Regions from separate parts of the Mus musculus genome. Here region 1 is linked to region 2. A link is a contact called in public HiChIP or PLAC-seq data. All regions are on one chromosome and are shown on one strand. Each heading gives the region's core, a stretch centred on a gene start, on an enhancer-like site or on the middle of the called end of the contact. The rest is flanking DNA. Distances are from core to core; before and after follow the strand shown.

Evidence for each region. HiChIP or PLAC-seq counts read pairs in DNA pulled down with a chosen protein or histone mark.
Region 1: an H3K27ac HiChIP or PLAC-seq map of microglia shows a contact between it and region 2, with 2.7 times the contacts expected there. The contact joins the enhancer-like site here to the promoter of Olfr110 in region 2. A contact is called at or near these places in 1 of 39 promoter capture datasets (liver), 4 of 484 Hi-C or Micro-C datasets (the G1E-ER4 cell line, cerebral cortex, liver and 1 more), 3 of 115 datasets of contacts at active chromatin or transcription factors (embryonic stem cells, microglia and neural progenitor cells) and 2 of 9 other capture datasets (adipose tissue and liver).

The regions. Positions count from the first base shown.
Region 1 is chr17:37,542,684-37,546,695 of GRCm38.p6, forward strand. No RefSeq gene overlaps it. Among named protein-coding and RNA genes, the nearest start is that of Olfr111, 15 kb to the left of the region's middle. Within about 2 kb of position 1,603, at least 4 of the 459 cell types and tissues checked have an H3K27ac peak or open chromatin away from gene starts, as enhancers often do. A contact at or near this core is called in microglia, where this site is marked.
Region 2 is chr17:37,490,433-37,494,073 of GRCm38.p6, forward strand. Olfr110 (olfactory receptor 110) reads left to right here and starts at 2,036. Exons shown (of 2, transcript NM_146328.2): 1 at 2,036-2,065.

The DNA of each region.
Region 1 (4,012 bases), core at 353-2,852, 52 kb after region 2:
GAGAGACAATGGAAACCTCTGGTGGTTCTTTAAACTCTTGTGGTTTTCCTCGATTTGGCTGCTCATGTACACTTTCCAACTTGCTCAAGCATGTTCTTTAGGTTGCTCAGGATTTATACCTGCTTACTGTGAAATAGTTAGACGAAGTGTAATTGTGTTACCAGTAATTAGAGCCTATGCTTTTATATTTTAAAACTTTAAATGAAATAAAATAGCCAGTGGTTATTTTTCTCAGATGTAGTTTCCCATCCTGTTTTAAATCCAGTGATCTTTGAGATCACTGGCCACATAAACAGCTATGAAAATAGGCCCTGAACACATACCCTGATTAGTCTGGCAGATGGAAGACATGGGTTTTCAGTTGGATAAAATATAACTAAATCCCAGCACAATTTCTGTAATGGCTTTCTTTTTGTAAAATGAACTAATTGAAAAGGAAAATAAAGAGCAAAAGTACTTTAAAGTAATTTTGGAAAATAACACATGGTTATTGTGTTAACTGACTTATGACAGCTACTTCTAGAAGGTTTATTGTTTGTGATTCTTCTTAATATGGCTAGTTCATATGTCAACCCATTTAACATTCATAGCAGCAGGGAGGTCCTGCAACTCTAATCATTACTGATAAACAGTTGCATTCTAGAATTGTTACCCAGGCCAGAGTTGTTTCTTTTGGTCACATTCCTAATGAGTGGGGAGACATTGTCTATATGCACACAATTTTATTAAAATTCTGTACTCTTTATTTGTACTACACATTTTGGCTTCTGAATTCCTGCTTTAGAGCATAAGAATTGCTTTTAATATAAATGTGTAGCATTTCAACTACTTTATATTGAAAGTTAAAAACAGAGATTATTGGCTTGGGTTTTTTGTTTGTTTGTTTTTAGTTTAGTTTTGTTTTTGAGGCAGGGTTTTTCTGTGTAACTCTGGTTGTCCTGGAACTCTCTCTGTAGACCAGGATGGCCTTAAACTCAAAGATCTGCCTGCCTCTGCCACTTGAGTGCTGGATTAAGGACATACACTACCACTAATTAACCATAACCATTATGCAATACTGATCATTGCATAATGAAATATTTAAAAATTACAAGACTGAATAAATCTACTAGAAATATTTTATTATATTATTACATTAATATCATTATTTTAATTTAACCTATTTAAACACAAAACAAAGAATTAAACAATTTGGAATTTGAATCCTTCATTCTAGTTTAAAGTGGAGGTCACTAGCACAGTCTTTCTAAGACGCTGCTAATCTTCATTGAGAGTCTATGTTCTCTGACATTTGTATTGGGAAATAATGCACTTACTCTACACAGAGCAAAGCACAGCTGATTAGAGCCCTCAGTTTTCACTTTTCCTGCAATTAGAAATGGTCTCCTGGAAATTTGCTGTTGTAGAAAAAGTTTTGCTCTACCAGTGGGTCCCTTGGGAGCTCATTAGGAAACTCTCAGACAATCATGTTATTAAAACGCTACAAATGTTTTAATAAGGTCAGCAAATGCATAATTGCTAAGGTTCAAAACTGTCCTCTGTAGAGGAAGGCGATTCAATAGGTCACATGCTAATTCCCAGAGTTCTCCCTGAGGGGCAGCTTCCTTGTTAAGTAGCCCTGATGCCTCTGTCTCAATTTTGCTGTATAGTTCCAGCAATTACTCCCAGAAGAAGCCTTTGGGAGTGAGCCACTTAATAACAATAGTGAGATAAACTCTCAGAAAGTTCAAGCTCTCCTTAGGGAAAAATAAGTAGGTGACTGTGCACAAACCCCCAGTCATTTCTGTAGAAAACGGAAGAAAATTAAAGAAACCACAAAGCAGCTTACTTTTTCATTAAGGTTACTATCCCAGAATGAATATGAATTAGAACCTTATTGGTAGGAAATACATACATGTATACAGAAGTTTGTGTAAATATATGTATCACCATACCAAATGAACAAATTTTACATATGTGTGTATGCAAATGTGTACATGCACTTATTTATTTTCTTATTCATTTATTGCATTTAGTATGTTATTTAGATACACTAAAGAATTGTTATAACAGTTGTGCCATAATTATTTCCTGCTGATGTAATAAGATACCCTGAAAAGAGCTACTAAAAGAAGGAATCACCAAACCCAGACACAATTGTGGATGCCAACAAGTGCTTGCTGGCAGGAGCCTGATATAGCTGTCTCCTGAGAGGCTCTGCCAGTGCTTGACAAAAACAAAAGTGGATGCTCACAACCAACCATTCGACTAAGCACAGGTTCCCCAATGAAGGAGCTAGAGAAATTATCCAATAGTTGAAGGGGTTTACAGCTCCATAGGAGAAACAACAATATGAACTAACCAGTACCCGAAGAGCTCCCAGGGACTAAACTACTAACTAAAAAGTACATATGGTAGGACTCATGACTCCAGCTACATATGCAGGGGTAATGGGGGAGGGAGTAGGGGGAGGGGGGTTTCTGAGGGAGATCAGGAAAGGGGATAACATTTGAAATGTAAATATAGAAAATATCTAATAAAACAAAAACTAGAAAAGACAAAAGAAAAAAAGAAGGAAGGGATGTTAGTCAGAGATTTTATAAGAATATCAGCTGAAAAAGAATATTAGATTGGCTTGCATGGTGTGGTGAGAATAGTCTAACAATGGCTATCTTCACACTAGAAAGGCTGAGCTTGGTAGATGCTCAGTTCAGGAGACTGTGAGATGGATGTCTCAGTAGTCTCAGTCTGGCACTGGGGATTCTTGGAGATTCTAATATATTTAGTTCATGTTGGACAGCCAGAGGCTGAGTTTCAATGTCAGCAAAGGATGACAACAGCAGAAGCAGGTTAGATAAACTTAAAAACAGAAAATTACCTTAATTCCATATACAGTTTAAGTCATCAACCAGGATTAATCATCACAGAAAAGTATATTTGGCCACAGTTGCAGGCTATAGTGTATCTTTTTCATGAAATCCTGGTGGTGGAACTTTGGAGCATTTGGGCACATTGTATCAGAGAGTGATGAAATCTTGTGCCACCTCAGTTCCTTGCTTCTCAGGGTCCAGGACCCAAACTCAGGGAATAGTACTGCCCACTTTAGGGTGGGTCTTCTCACCTCAATTAACTTAATCAAAGTAATTTCTCACATGTGTGCCCAGAGTCCTGTCTCCTTTGCCAAATCCTATCAAGTTCATAATCGGTATTAATGGTCATGTTTTAAGATCTAATTCAAGTATAGATAACCATTCAAGTACAATAATAATTCAGTATCACTCTGAAGAATTAAAATTATGTCTCAGTCCTACATTGTGACATGTTTTCTTTCCTACAGTTTATTGTTGTTATAGTTTTATTTTCTATGAACTCACAGCATTATTTCTAATATTTGTTACTCAATCACCCATAATTTCTTTTTGAACTACTTTAAAAGTACAGATAGATGATGTAAACTTATTTATACATTTTGGTGCACCTATAATGTTGTTTTGACCCGTCCAGCAGGTCCAGTTATTCGAGGATCTCGAGGGGACCTCCTCCTAATAACCAAATGGGGGGTAGAGAGAGACGAGGGTCTTGTACGAGTAACGACGCGGAAACCGTTCTGAAGTTGTATCAAGACCCCAAAATGTATTAGCCAGGCCCAAGGTTTAAATACACAAGCAAAAGGGGAAGTGCCTTTCAGCAGGAGGAATGGGGCAGAGGATATGCACCTCAGCAGGAGGGATGGGGCAGCAGAAAGAGAGGAAGTACTTCTCAACAGGAGGGATGGGGCAGCGGAAATTTTTCTTTTGGCGACTACAAGGGGAAGCAGGAACTTGGTGGTATCAGGGTACATCTTGAGGTCGGTCAGACATCCGGCGCTGACTTTCTTGGAGCTGTGGGTCCCGTGGCCCGCTTTTGACCCTCTTTTCTTCTCGGGGGGAGGGGGGGGAGAGGCCCAATTCAGAGATTAGGACAATAGCGTTGCCTTAATGGCTCCCAACATTGTTTAAATCTATAAACATTCTTATACATATGCATTATAATT
Region 2 (3,641 bases), core at 786-3,285:
AAATCCTAAGATTCTGGGTGTGTTACGGTGCCTGAAAGTGGTGTCTCCTCTGGGGATTGTAGGGCTGTCTGCTGTGTTTGAAACCACGGTATACCAGCACCGACCAGAAGGAGCCTGTTGGGTTATGCAGGGCTCCTGTGTCTTTGCTACTGCTGTTACATGCCTGTCACGATTGGTTTGGAACAGATGTTGCCTTACACTCACCAATGATCCTAAGATCTTGGGAGTGCTCTGGCACCTGCAGCGTGGAGAATCCTCTGGGGACCGTAGGACCATTTGCCATGTTCCTGTCCAAGGTGTCCTGGACCTGGCCAGCCATTTTTATTATGTTAATTTTGACAATCCATGATCGTGGGAGATCTCTCCATTTTTAGAGGGTTTTTGTTGTTGTTGTTGTTGTTTGTTTGTTTTATTTTGTATTTTTTGGAGACACTTGAAGTTATTGTCATACAGATCTTTCACTTGTTTAGTTAAAGTTACCCAAAGATAATTTATAGTATTTTTGCTACTGTGAAGGGAGTTGGGAGTTATTTTCCGAATTTCTTTCTCAGCCTATTTATCATTTGTTTAAAGAAAGGCTATTGATTTATTTGAGTTAATTTTATATCCAGCCACTTTGTTGGAGTTATTTATCAGCTACAGAAGTTCTCTGGTAGAATTTTTGGGAACAATCCAGAAGATACCTTAGACCTGGGAGATAAGAGACACTCAGGACTCAAGGGGAGGGACCTTAGATGAAATGGCCTACAGTGGGGAGAGGGAACTTGTAGAGCTGATCACCAGCAGAAAGACAGGGTATCAAGTGAGAGATGGGGTTGCGATCTCATAGTCAAAACTCTGGCCCATACTTCTTTCTGTCTGAAAGTACTGCGAGGATAGAAATGTCGAGACATCTGAGAAAAAAAAAATGGTCCAGCTACAAGCCTAAAGTGCGATCCAGCTCAAGGGGAGGCTCCAAGGTCTGACTCTATTCCTGAGGCTATGGAGCACTCACAAAAGTGATCTATCATGATTGCCCTCTGAAAGGCCCAAAAAGTAGCTGAAAAAGTCGGATGCAGATATTTTCACCCAGGACAGAAGCTGCTGATCCCTGTGGTTGAATTAAGGAAGAGCCAGAAGATTCTGAGGAGGAGGGTGACCCTGTAGAACAAAGAACAGTCTCGATTAACCTGGGCCCCCAAGACCTCTCAAAGAGTGAATGCTGTTTGAGGACAGATAGTCATAGTATGTTAGTGTCAGGGCTCCATTTTCTTAGGAAATTTTACTCATTTTGTATATCAGAACTACTGCTTGGTATCAGTGAACTTTGCAGCCCATGGGTTAGACAAATTTTCACCTGCTCTTTGGTGTCCCAGTTTACATACCCAGTAGGATCAAATGTCCAAAACAAGAGAGGATAAAATAGGAAATATTTTATCTTCCTGTATCAGAGGAATAAAATAGGAACATTGAGCTCAGCATTAGATGGGGAGACATAAAGGGTCTAGGCACTATGTTAAATTTTTATATGTCTTCTTTGTAAAGGAATACCTTAGTCACAATTTAAATGTAAAACAAACCCACAGCTTTATTTTCAAGAAGAAATTTGCAGCTCAGAGAATCCTAAAATTTCCTCAGAGTGGCAGTTGAGGAAGAGAAAAGGGGAAGTGTGGGGAGGTGGTTCAGTGTTCTGTGCTGGCATGGTTTTCTCACTTTCTCACAGTGTGAGACAAGAGACAGACACTTGAGCACAGTCGTGATACCAGTTTCAGAAAGCAAAGTCAGGAGACCTTGAAGTCACAGTAGGGAAGAAGGAAATCTGAAATAACTTTGGTCAGCTCAGTTCCACATAAAGCCACAGTCTCATCTTTGGACAAAAATAGGAAAAACCAAACCAAACTAAGATGTGGGACTTGCTATGTCTGGAGGGTATTGTCCTATGAATTTGCCTGCAGAGACTAAGGTAGCTCTTGGCACTCTTAGATTCTCCAGGGATATTATTCTGCATCTCTTAAGAGCAGTCCTATGGCAGCAGCTCTTAGAGTCTGTATGGTGATTTCTGTTGAATATTTTTGATAGCAGCTAAGTAAGTAGTTTTTCTTTGTATAGCTATAACTCCAATACTTTTAGAGATTAACTTTTCTGTCTTGACCTTTTGATGCTGGGAAAGGAAGGCATAAGGGCCAGAGGACTGCCAAGCTAAAGTATCCAAACTTTCTGTCCCAAAATGTGAGAGGCAGGAATGGGATGTTTGTGCAAACTGGGGGACAGGGGGAGAGATGTATTTAATTTGGTTAATTTCTATATAATAGGTCTTTGTTAGCCTGCTGATTCCTTATTCAATAAAGGAATTAATGGGTGGAATGCAGAAAACAGTCAGGAGGATACTTTGTGTTTCTCACAATAATTGTCTGATACTGTTGCATCTATCACTTATTATTAAACTCTTGTGTTAAGATTTTACATGGTATTTTTAATGTGTTTTCAGTGACAGGTAATTGATAATACACTTTTCACCAGTGCTTTACAAAAGATATAGTTTAGATGACCTGGACTATATAAAGATTCTGTATTTCTAAGGCTGTTGTCTTGAGTACATTCTTTAAAGAGAGATATTAGATTCCTTAAACATGAAAGTTCCTCAAAAGAGAGGAAACTTTTTGCTTAAACGTTTTTGAAAAATATTCCCTGTGGGTGCTTAAAAACTGTTCTTGAGTTCTCACCATGCAGGATTCCTAAAAATAAAATTAAAAAAATAAATCTGTTTTCTTTCTTCTTGTGTTATATGGTCTAGTTTTTCAAGAGGATAAAAAAGGTCACTTTCTCTGTACTTCTGAGTGAGCATTTGTTTTTTGACTTATTGTGCTCAAGCTGTTTGGTGCCGACTTAGCCTACTTCATTTAGGAAATACTTATAAAATTCTGTTCTAGTTTTGGAAAGAGAAATGTTTGTGATTTTAGTGTGGACTTGTTAACTGTGTGACCTTAATAATTCTTTATTTAGATAAATTTTTTAACTCCTCTGGTTTCTATGAGAATAATGATATGATTTTTAGGAACTTTCAGCATTCTGACCATGTAAAAGACAAGAACTTTTCTATCCTTTTCTTTTCTTCCTTCCTTCCTTCCTTCCTTCCTTCCTTCCTTCCTTCCTTCCTTCCTTCCTTCCTTCCTTCCTTCCCTCCTCCTTCTTCTTCTTCTTCTTCTTCTTCTTCTTCTTCTTCTTCTTCTTCTTCTTCTTCTTCTTCTCTCTCTCTCTCTCTCTCTCTCTCTCTCTCTCTTTCTTTCTTTCTTTCTTTCTTTCTTGGAAATATTTACTAGTGTCTGTCATTCCAAAAGGGTTGGGTTATTGCTGAATGTTTTAACACAAATGTTCATTACTTTACTAGAAACTGCATAAGAAGGGGTATGTACTCTGAAAAGATTTATCACCAGAATAGGCAATGAAAGTCAGAAAAATAAACAGATTATACTTAGGTTTCATAGTTGATCTTGAACCAAAGGCCCCAGAGTCCTCAAGATGGGAGAAACATCATTTTGTAATTGAATCTAAAGGTGTCATGTAAATTAAGGTTTGAACAAATAGAGATTGACATACAGAAATAGGGTTAGGAAGACACATACAGGTTGTGTGTCTATAAATACTAGACTTATGAAGCCTGT